2 separate regions of the Hordeum vulgare genome follow, and region 2 is linked to region 1. A link is a contact called in public Hi-C data. All regions are on one chromosome and are shown on one strand. The core of a region is the stretch at or near the end of the contact, and the rest is flanking DNA. Distances in the headings are between cores, read along the strand shown. Region 1 holds the start of LOC123448265 (glucan endo-1,3-beta-glucosidase). Region 2 holds the start of LOC123448268 (serine/arginine repetitive matrix protein 1-like).

Region 1 (7,344 bases), core at 2,072-4,571:
AAAGTGTACAAAACACATAGCAATATCACCCAAAACTTGCATGGAGCAAGCAGAAATTATAGATACGTTTGGGACGTATCAACATCCCCAAGCTTAATTCCTGCTCGTCCTCGAGTAGGTAAATGATAACAAGCATAATTTCTGTGGTGACATGCTAACACACATATAAGAACTTCAAAGTAAAGCAATTAAGATATGCAATTCAAGTCAAGACAATAACACGCAAGAGTCTATATGTAGTATTGAAACTAGCAAAGTAAGAACATAAAGGTGCAAGAGCTCTCACTATCCGTGACGCGAATGTCTCCAAATGGTGTTTGCGTGCAAGAAGTAGGAGATGGGTTTAGAGCATAAAAAATATTATATAGTTTAATTGAGAACTCAATCTACTAAAACTTCACACTTGGTCTCCTTCTGAATCTTATTTTGACTCATCCCCAGACCACTAGTCAGGCACAAGTCAAAATGATCCTCTCCCTTTCGACTTTGAGAACTCATGCAATGGATGAGCGCAAGCAAGATATGTTGGCACTTAGGGTGGCAAAGAGAATAATGATGGGGAAGGTAGACAAAGAAGGTGTGAAAGGCTCACATCAATGAGGACAACCATAGGCAAGAGAAAGCAAAATGATAGATATGATGTGAGGAGTAGGGATTACCATGCAACAGATGCACATATGAGCTAAGATAACCTCTCTAATGGAACTAGTGGGGGTGCATCCAACTTGCTTGCTCATGAAGACCTAGAGCTCATTTGAGGAGGCTCATCATTGGAATATACAAAGCCAAGTTCTATAGTGTAAGGGTCCCCACATAGTTATGCATGAATGATAATCTCTATGGAGTACAAATATGATAATGGAGTACGAGTGTGGAACTTTCAAAGGGAATAGTAGTGTTGCCCCCTTCTCTCTTTTTATTTCTTTCCCTTTTATATTTTGTGGCCTCCTTGGCTCTTTCTATTTATCTCTCATTTGTCCTCTTTGGGATCTTTTCATGTGTTCTCTTTTGGGATCTTTTAATTTGTCCTCTTTGGGATATTTTCCTCACTTAAGGGCAACACTCTATATTTTACAAGAAATAAGAAAGAAGATCTTCACACTTTATAAGAAGTACTCAACATAAAGATAAATGAAAACTATCATGATGTATGAAAATGTATGCCTCTGCCAGTGTAGCAGGATATGCAATGATACTAGCGCATCATGTAGCAATAATAAGGGCAAAGCCAAACTAGCATGTGGCTCCTCGATCAAGAAAAAGCATGTATGACATGAAGATCAAGTCATGAGATGGTGGATGTTGCATGGCAATGTATCTCGGAAAGACTATGGAAATGCCTTGATAGGTAGGTATGGTGGCTGTTTTGAGGAAGGATATAATGAGCTTATGATGACAGAGCGTATCATGCCAAGGGTTTGAATGCACCAGCGAAGTATGCACCAACTCTCAAGATGAGAAAGGGCAATGCAAGGTACCGAAGAGGCTAGCAAAATATGGATGGTGGAAGAGCCAACAATTGAATACTCGCATTAGTCCGAACAACTCATGCACTTATTATCGGTAACTCTCTATCTAGTCAGGAGATTCACAAAGAGACAAGTATCCCAAGAAAGAGTGTTTGGGGGTTTGGTTATCCTTGCGCATCCTCGACCCATGATAACGTGAGGGTACTCTATATATTCCAACCCCTCCAGAGGTTAGAGATCCATCTAGTAGCTAGAGTTCTCAACTAATTTTTTGTAGTTTTTGAAAATACACACGGATTTTCCAAAATACGAGACCTATCACTAATAGGCTCATGCTCTTGACACCAAAAGTCCAAACATTACTCAAATCAATACCTCAAAACTATTGCAAGTTACTACTATACTTAAATAGCAACCTCAGTTACCTACTCATGCAAGACACACGACTCAGTGCAGCAAGCCAACTCTCTAAACAAGATAAGCATGATAACTCAAGAGAGTTCCAAAAGCATCTAAATAAAATCTCTTAAAAAGATAAAGCGTGAAAACTAAGAGCTAAGCATGACAACAGCTATGAAAAGATAAAGACCACACAAAAAGATAAGCAAGAAAACCTATGTTGTGTTCTATGGTGGAGTGGAGCGTGTTTCTCCCCCCAAACAAAGAAGGCTAGGGTCCAACTTGTTATGAACAACAAGCAAAAACTAAAATAAACTAAAAAGTAAAGAGTGAGACGCTCCAAGCATAGCACATAACATATGAAGTGATAAAAGTATAGCATGGAGAAGGACGAACTGATGATTGTTGATGGAGAAGGGGATGCACGGGAGTATCCCCAAGCTTAGACACTTGAGTGTCCTTGGATAATTCTTGGGGGTAAATGGGGGCATCCCCAAGCTTGAGCGTTTGACACTCCTGGATCTTCTTTCATCATCTTCCATCGCATACTTGAAAACTCCCTTCATACGAAACTCATCATAAGCTGATTAGAGTGGTTAGTACCCATAATAAAAATAAATTTTTTCCACTGGAAATAAAGATTTTCATGAAGAGATACTGTTTCTCAAGATTGCCAAAAAGTTTTTTGCAAAACGATGAAAACGCAAAACGTGGCAGAATCTGTGAAAAACAGACGAGCAGGTAGTAAATAATTATTTCAGGGCACTTCTGCAACTCAAATCAAAAAACTCAGAACAGACGCCAAACTCTTCTTCGGAACCCCTACCCCTTCCCCCCTTCGTTGGTGCATTCGTGCTAGCTAGGCCCTATGGTGGCATGAAGGGAGGAATGAGATAAGGTGGGGGGAGTCGCCGACTAGGGTTCCCTCCTGATCACATGCAGTGGTGGTGGACGGGGGAGTTTTCTGAGATCAACCTGAAATACAATGTATACAAAATAGCACAACACAAATAAATAAGATGTGAACTAATCTGTTGGTGGATGGTTGGGAATACGATGATATCTTCAATCCACGAAAGTTCAAGTCATCGCATTTACGTGAATTTATTTCACACTTTCGACGGTGTTCGTTCAATGGAAAGAGACGTTTTTTAGACCGTAAGGCGTTTGTGGTGACTTTGAAAAACCATAAAATGTTACGTTGGGTCAGTTTCTCAAATGTGCTTATGAGGATACCATGCATGTATCAGAATATATGCTTGTGCATGTGAACGATTTTAAATGTACTGTATTAAAAGAAAGCGCTGCCCAAAGCTAATTTGTACACATGGCAGCCGCAGCAAAGCGAGAAATAAAAATGCATTAAACGAAGGGAATAAGAATACTACTGAAATTGCCAGGTAATGGCAACCACCACGCGACCTTTGTCCGTTCCTCTCCTCTCTACTCTGCTCCGGGGGTAGTATTTGAACGGAACCCCCGTTGCCACTTCAAATCAGACCCGCAATCGACCACACTCCACCTCGCGATGCCGCTCCTCCTCCTCCTCCTGATGCTGCTCGCCGCCGGCGCGGCGGGGGCAGAGTCGGCGACCCCTTCGCTTCCCATCGGCGTCAACTACGGCGCAAACGCCGACAACCTCCCCTCCCCGACCTCCGTCGCCACCTTCCTCGCCACCAAGACCACCATCAACCGCGTCAAGCTCTTCGATGCCAACCCGGTCTTCATCTCCGCCTTTGCCGGCACGCCCATCTCCCTCGTCGTCTCCCTCCCCAACTCCGCCCTCCCCGCCCTCGCCGACAAGGCCACCGGCCTCGACGCCGCGCGGTCCTGGATCCGCGCGAACCTTTCCCCCTACGTCCCCGCCACCAACGTCACCCTCCTCCTCGCCGGCAACGAGATCCTCCTCTCCACCGACACCAACCTCATCCTCTCCCTCCTCCCCGCCATGCGCCGCCTTGCGCAGGCCCTCAAGGCCGAGGGCCTCACCGGCGTCCGCGTCACCACCCCGCACTACCTCGGCATCCTCGCCCCCTCGGACGGCATCCCCTCCAACGCCACATTCCGGGCGGGTTACAACACCAAGCTGTTCCCGGCCTTGCTCCAGTTCCACCGCGACACCGGGTCGCCCTTCATGGTGAACCCTTACCCCTACTTCAGCTACCGGCCGGAGACGCTCAACTACGCGCTCTTCCGCCCCAACAGCGGCATCTACGACCCCGCAACGAAGCTCAACTACACCAGCATGTTCGATGCCCAGATGGACGCAATCTACACCGCCATGAAGAAGCTCGGCTACGGAGACGTCGACATCGCCGTCGGGGAGGCCGGATGGCCCACCCAGGCCGAGCCCGGGCAGATTGGCGTCGGGGTGCAGGAGGCGAGGGACTTCAACGAGGGCATGATTCGGGTGTGCAGCAGCGGTAAGGGCACGCCGCTCATGCCCAACAGGACATTCGAGACCTACCTCTTCTCCCTCTTCGACGAGAACCAAAAACCTGGGCCAATCGCCGAAAGGCACTTTGGCCTCTTCAACCCGGACTTCACGCCCGTCTACGACCTCGGACTCCTCCGGGACGGCTCGGTACGCAGTACTGCTCTTTTCCCCCCTGATCCATAATTATGAACCTTTATCTGTCTGTTTTGTGTCCTCAAATTTATCAAATTTATGTTTACGGAGGGAGTAGTTGATAGTGATTGGTTGATTGCATCCCATAATTTGTCTGGCCGTGTCTTACAATCGTGATTTTATGAATTATTATTTCTGCAGACAATGTGGTTTTGAACTATTATATCAAATTCAGTATTTTACATGGAGCAAAAAAAAAAAAAACCAGGGACATGAACAAATGAACATTCGGTGTCAAAGAGTAGTAGTAGCACTTCTAATCCTAGTACTACTGGCCGACTTGAATGCTAAGGTGGTCCTCCATTCACACTGCATTTGTCAAAGACTCTAAGGTGATGTGTGTGGACCGGCTTCTTCTGGAAACGGCTGCTTGCTTGCGTTTCCGACTTTTGCTCCTATCCCCTGCATTATCTGCTTGCCCAAACGGCTGCCTTTCTTGACGGATCCAGTATGACAGCAGGCGTGTGTTGATAGCAGCCTTGGACACGTCTGGTAGTATTTCTGGACGCGCTTGGGCGGGGCGGGGTGGGGCCACCGCCAAAACTCTGACATAGATCCATATGCTCATGTTTGATAGTTATTCGCTGCTGCTGCAAATGTACCAGTAAGCTTGCACCGGCCAATTCCGAGTTACATTAACAAATATTAGTACAGTACATGCTAAAAGCCTGATATTTGAATTGGATATCAGAATAAATGGTTTGGTGGATTATATCAACTGGTAGTATTTTTTATTAGGCTACGTTCTAAATTCCGAATCATCACGTCAAGGGCTTCTTTGTGTTAATTTCATTTCTTCAAAGGAAAAGATGTCACCTTGAACCTTTTCTAACTGAAGCTACCTTGAAGCAAAGGAGGTGGGGGTTTAAGATTCTGGTGGTCTTGTGTCTCAAGTTTTAACTAGAAGCTATACCTTTGAACTTGCTATCTTGTATGGTTTACTGAGATGCCTGCCTATGGTCTAAATGACAGGATAGCGCATACATCTGTATGCCTGCCTGTAGGTTCAGATAACAGATGGAGCTTTGCTTGATTTGGCGTCATCCCCTTGCCGTCGCATCCTATACTCCTGCGCGTGCATCTGTTCTGCTTCAGCAGCATTACTGTTGTGGACTTGTGGTGTGCATGTGGATTAGGCTCTCGCATCAAAGGAAGGAAGCAGCCATTAGCTGGCTGCTTTTTCGGATGCAGCTAAAGTAGACCATTGGAGGAGATGGGGCTGTCTGCATTAACTGTTTTTTAGCATACTCATTGATTCGGCCTACCGGCTAGTGTGCGTTAACAATCTTAGGAAGAAAACCAATTTGAACTGGCCCTGCTTTGGACGGTGCCAGCACAGAGAACATGTGCTTTGGACAGGGCAGAGAACATGTGCTTGTTCTCAGTCAGTACTCAGTAGTCTGCACCATCCAGTATTGTAATTCAGTTCAGAATTTGGATTAACTAGGAATTTATTTTTGTTGGATGTTGTTGTTTAACTGTACCGTCAGGTGTAGTTGCTGTTTATTTATGCTGACAATTCTGATGCTTAGATTCGTCGCTCCTGTACTATAACCTGACTTACCAGGTGCCGTTATGTTGTTTTGCATTGCAGTCTCTTGCTCCAACCCCTTCACCCAATCCGAGCCCTAAGCCCTCGCCGTCGGGAGGCGGGAAGTGGTGCGTTGCCAAGGACGGCGCCAACGGGACGGACCTGCAGAACAACATCAACTACGCCTGCGGCTTCGTAGACTGCAAGGCGATACAGAGCGGCGGCGCCTGCTTCAGCCCCAACAGCTTGCAGTCTCATGCGTCGTACGTGATGAACGCCTACTACCAGGCCAACGGCCACACCGACTCGGCGTGCGACTTCAAGGGCACCGGCGTCGTCACGTCCAGCGACCCCAGTAAGCCCATATGACAGTCTGTGATGTTTCTGAACCTGGCTGAGTGTACGTGGTGTCGGAGCTGATGATGGCACCCTTGTATTTGTATGTGTTGCAGGTTACGGGGGTTGCAAGTACGTCTCCTGACGGTACGCAGCAAGCTACGGCAGTACGAGGGCGGGGGCGCCAGCCTTCAGCCCACTACCATCTCCATCTCGGAGCCGCGGTGGCGGCAGCGACGGAGGACTGCTGATACTGCCGGGCTTGCGCCATGTTCTTCTATACTCGTGTCTGACAGCCATGCTTCTTCTTCCTTTCTAGTCATAAATATAAATATCAATCATCGCCTCTTAGCTTAGCGCAGACAGGCGGCTGTAGCGTGATGTTGGGCCGTATTGCATTGAACCGCATTAATTTATTTTTCGTTCTCTTCTGTGGTTGTCATTGCATTTCATGTAGAAAATACAATAAACGAATAGAGGTAGCCTTGGTATGTATGTGTACTCTGTGATCATTTTGGTTGTTTGAATCGTATAATCTGCGTGCAGAACATGGCAGATCCTCAAAGCCAGTCGTTAGGCCAACTCCAACGCGGCGATTATGAATAGTGCCAGCTTTCAGGCTCATCTGAGTTTGTCTTTTTTAATCCGTTACGTACAGTTTGAATTAGGAGCTGGAACTTTTTAACCTTATCGACACACATGAATTACGTGCAATTGTTTGTAGAATTTTTGAACAAGATAGATCCTATACAAGTCTTCCCGACAAAAACACCCAACCCGACGATCCATTTGATCTGTTTGTATTTGTTTGAATCTGTACGGACAAAAACGCCGAACGATTTGTTTGGATCTTTGTCGGACAAAAACGCCTAACCCAACGACCCATTTGATCTGCTTGTATTTATTTGGATCTATGTGGACAAAAACACCCGACACGATGACCCATTTGATCTGCCTGTATTTGTTTGGATTTGTGCAAA
Region 2 (7,344 bases), core at 1,467-3,966, 860 kb before region 1:
AGAAAGACCAAATTTTCCGTAGCATGGGGCTTTTTTAGGAGAAAAGTGTTTTATGGCATGTTTAAATGCCCATAAATATATTTAAACATCAGAACTATTACAGATACAATGATGTGAAAAACTATAAAGTAGCCCCTAAACCTAAGAATTGTAATGATATCGCTCGGACACACCTATGTGGTAATAAATTTTGGAAGACGAAATCCTCCCAAACCTTCAAAAAGGGCCGTGCAATTAGACATGAGTAGCGAGGCTGCCATGAATGATGAACGAGGCTAGGATGACCCCCCTAAACATGTCGAACTGCAAGATGTTCATCATAATGCCGAGGAAATAATCCAACCCAAAACAATTGAAACCACAAATGCACCAATACTAATCAATTACTCAATAAATCTGAAAGATTGGTCCCGCGAGGACACACAAATAAACTCCGCAAGAGCAGTTGCATCAAATATGCGACGAAAAGAGGACCTCATTTTGTGCCTCGAAAAACCTTGTCGCAACAGGAAAATAATCAAATGGCATTTATTTTCGAGGGCGCTACACCCACTGTCAGTATGTTGCCATTGAATAACATGGAATTTATTCCTAAAAACTAATAAAGCACATGTACGAGCATGAGATGTTTCTACATCTCACAACGCTAAAGCGGGGCCAAAGGCGAGCGAAACGAGATAAATTCACTCGCAGCTGCGCTTCCTTTTCCCCTCAAACCATACAACCATTACGGTGTACACATATTACATTTTTGTTATTGTCAAAAAAGTAGTTAAATGCTTATAGTTCTTTTTTGAGGGAACACACTTTTTGATATATTTTGAGCGAACAAGGTTAGGTCTGGTTTACAAAACAAAAACAAACGTGGCTTAAATCTGGAAGCCCACGCATGAAAGGAGGTCCATAATCAAAATAACTCACACTCCTAGAACCTGTTTGGTTGGGCTTTTGTTTTTTGTTTTTGCAGCCTTTTCATTTTGATAAAAAGGCACAAAAGTTTCTAAATATAGGTTTTTTGCTCCGACTTTTGGCTTATGAATCAATATTGTTGTATGATGGTTCAATTTTTGTTCATAAATTTGAAAAGTTGTACAAATTTTGTTCACCAATTCTAAAAATGTTCAAAAATTTCAAAAACAAATTCCCACTTTAATAATGTTAACAAAATTAGAAGAAAATATCATGTTCCCAAATTGTTTTTAAAAGTGTTCCCACTTTCGAATTTTCAGCAAAAAGAAGCGTGGCCATTTGTCAAAATTCAACTAATGTTCTGGAATTCCAAAAAAAAAACTTAAACATATATTTAAACTCCCTAAACCTGAAAGTTTTGGGAAACGCAATTATTTTTGAATACCATGAAGAAAATTTTAAAAACTGCCACATTTTCGAAAATCATGATTTTTTCTTTAAACGGTGACTTTTTTGTAATTCCAGAGCAAAAATTGAAAATTTAAAAAAAGCTCCTTAAAAAATTGAAAATGTTTTCATATTTTTAATTTTCAAACTATTTTTGGAACAGGAAGATTAATTGAAAATCCTGAAAAAATGGAAACATGAACATTTTTCAGATATTATGAACACTTGTTGAAAAAAGTTTTTCTTAAAAGTTGTGATAATTTTTTATGCTAGAAACATTTTGAGTTTTTTTTTGAGATTGCAAACAATTTTTAAGTTTGAAAATCGAGAATTATTTTTTAAACATAATCTTTCAAAAATTTGTGAACGATTTTTGAAACGGGAACTTTTTGGTGAAGTTCCGAATATTTGAACAGTTGTGAAATTTAGAACCAAAACAGACATAACAATTTCGAATAACATGAACACATTTTTAAATCATATTGTTTTTGTATTTATGAACAATATTTGAAAACATGATCATTTTTTTATTATTGAACATTTTATAGAAACTTGAGCATTTTAAAAAATATAAACATTTTTAGAAAAATCGTGATTTTATTGGTAATTACGAACATATTTTGGAAACATTCACATTTTTTGCAAACGTAAACATTTTTTGAAACTTCCGAACAAATTTGAAAACATGAATGATCTTTTCTAACATAAACATTTTTTAACATTTGCGAGTATTTTTTGAAACACGCGAACATATAAAAGAACAATAGGAAAAGTTAAAAAGAAAGAAACAAAAACAGGAAAAAGGTGAGAAAAAATAAAATTGAAATAATAAAGTAAAAAAAGTACGGAAACAGAGAAAAAAGAATGGGAACATTTTTCGGAAACATGAACTTTTTTGAAAATCTAAACAATTTTTGAAACTCCATAAAAAATTTGAATACCATTTTTTGGAAATATGAACATTTTTTAAAATCATTAATAAAATTAAACACAAACGTTTTTTGTGAGCATTTTTGAGAACACACGAACATTTTTTCGAAAACAAGTGCAAAATTAAGAAATGAAAAATGAAAACAAAAAGAAAACAAAAAAGAACCAGAAAAGGACAAAAAAACAGCAAAAAAAGAAGAGTATTTGAAATTCTTGAATAAGCTTGAAAAGTAAAGGAATAAAAAAGAAAGAAAGAAAACGAAAAAAAATAAAGAACAGAAAAAGACACAGAAAAAAAACCCAGTTGATCATGTTTAATTTTTGAATAAGGCTTCAGAGGGAGATGGGTTGGCCCAGTTGATCGCCCCCCTGTGCGATCGTCCGCGCGTCAAATAGGGTTTTCCGAGTCGGCTGCCACCATTTCTCTCTCACCATTTTCCTTCCTCGCGTGCGTGCGGCCCCGGCCCCGGTCCCGGTCGCTGTACGTCCTGCCCCAGCTTTCTCCACCGCTCCGCACAGGTCGCGCCGGCGGCGGCGGTGGCGTTGCACTATCCTGGTAACCCCATCCATTCCTCTATATATCCCTCTCTCTTCGCGGTGATGAAGTATTTGGGTTCTGGGGGGCAGAATGCCCTACTACTAAAACTAGATAGGGTCCGTGTCGTGCTGAATTCCAGCTTCCACGCCACATTAGGCTTCTTCGCGGGAGGCACAGGGCTCGGAACTGTCGCGCCTCATTTCATCTTGGCGCGGGCTAGCGTTTGATTTCCCTTCTGTTGCGAAATTTCCCTTGTTTTTAAGCCGCCGCGTCAGTTCATCTGATTAGTACGAATGTCTGAATGAAACCTAGATGGATTAGTTTGTTTCGGTAGTGTGGGTTCCCTTTTCCTTACAAAATTACCCCCTCTTTTAATTGTCGATGCGCTATGCTTCTTGATTTCTCACAACCTTGTGTCATTGTGTGGAAGTCCATCCTTCCTTGATCAGGGACGCCTTCTGCGCATCTTGAGTTGACAAGTTAGTTTTGTGCAATGCAGGGATAGAACTACACTTGAGGGCCTATCCTAATGTCATTGCACATATATTTGTATGCCCTAAATCAGTCAGTCCTCATCGTCCCATGGATAAATTTATTTGTATATTCATGTTGTCACTAGTGCCAGTAATTATTAGTGATTCAGATGACTCATCATGAAAGCTAATACTGTTGATCTGGTCCTCTTACAATTATATGATGAAATGCGGGGACAATTTTGAATTGCTTGTTATCAATACCACGAGTCACATGCATGGACAAGGTGAATGATATGTGGGTGCATAATTATGATTAGTGATGACATGTGTTCAGGTGCCACGTGCAATGGCGAGGAGCCGCTCTCCCAAGGGCGAAGGTGACAGCAGGCGACGAAGCCCTCCTAGGAGAAGTTCTGGTGAGCAAGGAGGAAGGAAGGAACAAGGTCCTGTAAGCCTCTTGGTGCGTAACATCCCTCATAACTGCAGGTACAGAAATTCAAACCCCTCCGCCTGCTATTTGTACTTGACCATGTTTCATGTTCGTGGTTGTTGACTTGCTCGTCCTTATGATTTTCACAATTTCCTGCAGATCCGAAGATCTTCGAGTTCCTTTCGAAAAGTTTGGTCCTGTTTGGGATGTTCACATGCCAAAAGATTACTACAGTGGGTAAGTTTCACTGAAGCGCGAACTGATTTTCTCTCATTGGACATTTAGGGTGTGTTTGGTAGCCTTCACGGAGGATGCATGAGTCCAAAAATTCTCCATCGAACCCACTTTTCGCTGTTTGGTAGAGTGCATGGGCTCTATTGGACTATGCTCAACCGATGCAAAAAAGGTCCCCTCAGCTATGCTCAACCCAGCACCCAGGGCCGTCTCCAGGAATTAGGGGCCCCGGTGCGAAATGCAAATGATGCACTAAATATGAAATTTTCTTTTAACTGAATTATTAATATGATTAAAGGATATTCTCATTTAAGTCATATTAACTTTAAATAGATGGTATTTTGTTTAATATTATGAAATACTTCATCCGTTTCTAATATAAGTCCTTTTAGAGATTGGAATATGGACTTCTTATGGATGAATATAGACGTATTTTAGAGTGTAGATTCACTCATTTTATTTTGTATGTAGTCTATATTAAAATCTCTAAGTAGATTTATATTCAGAAACGGAGGGAGTATGTAATGCACCAACTATTTTCTATAAAGGTTACATTGGTTGAGCAATAAACATATTGCAATATATTAGTTGGTTAACTTAAGAACTGATGCGCATCTACCTCGCCTCCGCCGGTCTACCCCCCGCCGCCGCCGCCAATGATCTACCCCTCCACCGTCTCTGCCCCGCCCCTGTTGCTCGGTCAACTCGCTGCCGCCCCTTTTCAACCTTGCCGCCGCCGATCTACTCTGCCACCGCCGGTCTTCGTCCACCCTCCTCATCCCTTCCTTCACCCCCTTCTCCCTCCCCCCTTCCTTCCCCTAACTCCCTCCCTCCATCCTTCCTGCCTTGTAGATCTATGGAGTAATTTTTTCTTCATATTTATACATAGCTGAAATAATGTTTATTGTTCAGATTATGTTGAAAGTGTTGTTCGTATTTGCGCCAAAAAAATTATTGATGCATCCTACCTCAGATACAGGCTACCAAACACAGTCTGAGCACAACATGTTTCAACACATACATCACTACCGAACAACTACACATGCATGCACACAACATGTCTTGACTTAGCATGTCTCAAAGGGGAACAACTTTGCTAGAATGGGAACAGCTACCAAACACACCCTTAGGCATGTTCTACCACTGAATTGATCCAGCAGCTTTTAGAAGCTTCACTGTTTCAAGTCTTCTTACCGATATGCTTGCAGAGTTAGGAGAGCAACCTTTTGGGGCGCTTTTCTTCTGCTCATATGGAAATATGATTGTTAATGTCTGCATGGCCCCAAACTCTGAGCCCTCACATACTTCATGGAGAAGCTGACCAGCGAGAGGAAAATGTTTTAGTTTATCAATTTTGCATAAAAGACCCACGTATAACCTATTTCCCTTTTTATTTGTATCTTTTGCAAAATCCATAAATATTGCAGAATAGATTTATGATAAATGTATAAGCCTAATAACTCATTGAAGTCTCAAACTTACTAATTTTAACAACCTATAGACTATGGAGGATATAGTTACTTTATCTTCTTCTATTTATGTGTTCTCTTCTGGTATGAATCACTCTTTAGAATGATTTCCGGGATGTCTTGAAGTACATGTGATTAGATAGAGTCTTGTGCGAGAAGTTCTTCTACGAAGACGAGATTTGGTCTGTTGGCAAAATTAGTTTCCTGAAGAGATGATGGTTTTACTGAACCTTCCATGTGAAATTATAGTAGTGAGAGGTTTGTTTCAAGTACTTTGATGAGTTTTCAAACATTTAGGAATTTGAAGTGAATCGTTTTATGAAGATGTGATTATACAACAAATTTGGCTGCTAGAATAGCATGGGCTCTCAACTGGTTTTTGGGAAGCTTGCTACTATTTTGGTGAAAATGCAGTAAGTTGATTGTGTTTTGTGAAGAAATATAGGGTTATCTTATACGGAACTCTGGTGGTAACTTGTCGGGCATATACTACTTTTTATCAATATGTGTTTTTAATTTGTATAGCATTGTCTGAATATTATTTATCTAAAATTTTATAACTATATTAACATATGTGTGTGCAGGGAGCCAAAAGGGTTTGCTTTTATTGAGTTTTCTGACCCCCATGATGCTTCTGAGGCGCAATATCACATGAACAGTAAGCTGTTTTGTGGACGTGAGATTAAAGTTGTTCCTGCCACGGCGAAACGGAAAAGGCCCGAAGACATGCGTAGACAAACTGGAGTAAGGTAGGACATACACATCACCATGTTGGAGGTTTCTTCGATTTCATATTTTTGAGAAAATTTATATGTTTTAGTTTTGTTAACTCGTGTTCCTGCTCTGCAGAGTTCATTCTGGTTCTAAAAGGCGCCATCTTTCTCGCCATGGTAATCTGATTTATTTCATCTGCTATACTTGTTTGTCCTTTTCATCACGATGTTTTGCCGAATTCTGGGGAGTTTAGAATTAGATGATCTTCTTTTACTGGTAGAAATTGTAACCTGCCGTGTTATCATTTGATGTTTGATAAACTATAGAAGTAAGATGAAAACAAAAAGGTAGGGTCATGATTCATTTAGTTTTATGCCTGATATATATTGAATTCCTTTTCGTTGGTTCTATCTTCACCGGACAGGCGGACACTAGTTTTCTTGTCATGGCCACGCCTGCTGGTATCTTGCAGAAAAATCTCATTTTCAATTAGTATGATATTAGAAGAAGTCTATACCATGTGCTACAAATCGCACTATTGATAAATTGCTATCTTCCTTGAAGGACGGTCTCGTTCTCGTTCACACTCCCGTTCTCCTCGCCACGGTGGTCGTGATAGATCGCGGTATTTCAGTAAATTCTGCTTAACGAGTGCTTCACCATGAAGTGTGTGAAATATTTGATTTAAGTGATCTCACCTACACTGTAGGTCACATTCTCCTGCCCCAAGAAGACGTGGTGACTACTCTGCTTCACCAAAGAGAAAGGAAGAGTGCCAGGCAAAATCGTCAGGACAGTCAAAAGAACATGACAACGATAAGAAGCTGGGACCCTGTACTCCTGGTGATAGAAGTGAACACCATGACACCGATAATGATTCCAACGAGTAAGTTCTGTCCCTTCACTGCTACTAAATTTTAATCAAGACAAGTAGACAACCATGAGGACACCCTGAGGACGCCAGTCTTGAGCGTGTGTGGACTGGACACACACCTCAAGTCAACTGAGTGATGCTTGTTTCTCGGCGTTTGTACCTCTGTAACAGTACTGCATATGGTCAGGAGGCAGGCAACACCTGACTATTCTGCTGTACCAAAGAGAAAGGAAGAGTGCCAGACAAAATCACCAAAGCAGCCAAATGAACATGATGTGGATAAGAAGTGTGTATCTTTTAGTCCTGATAAAAACAACTGCCGT

What was found. Hi-C and Micro-C count contacts between places; a contact is called where the count stands out from the background.
Region 2: a contact with region 1 is called in a Hi-C map of leaf, with 5 times the contacts expected there. The contact joins the promoter of LOC123448268 here to the promoter of LOC123448265 in region 1. A contact is called at or near these places in 2 of 6 Hi-C or Micro-C datasets (both in leaf).

Annotation. Positions count from the first base shown.
Region 1 is chr4H:158,408,626-158,415,969 of MorexV3_pseudomolecules_assembly, reverse strand. LOC123448265 (glucan endo-1,3-beta-glucosidase) reads left to right here and starts at 3,321. Exons shown (of 3, transcript XM_045125100.1): 1 at 3,321-4,452; 2 at 6,092-6,383; 3 at 6,481-6,859. The coding sequence starts at 3,397. The coding sequence ends at 6,509.
Region 2 is chr4H:159,265,401-159,272,744 of MorexV3_pseudomolecules_assembly, reverse strand. LOC123448268 (serine/arginine repetitive matrix protein 1-like) reads left to right here and starts at 2,716. Exons shown (of 22, transcript XM_045125112.1): 1 at 2,716-2,842; 2 at 3,635-3,786; 3 at 3,890-3,967; 4 at 6,018-6,182; 5 at 6,283-6,323; 6 at 6,712-6,772; 7 at 6,857-7,033; 8 at 7,209-7,344. The coding sequence starts at 3,647.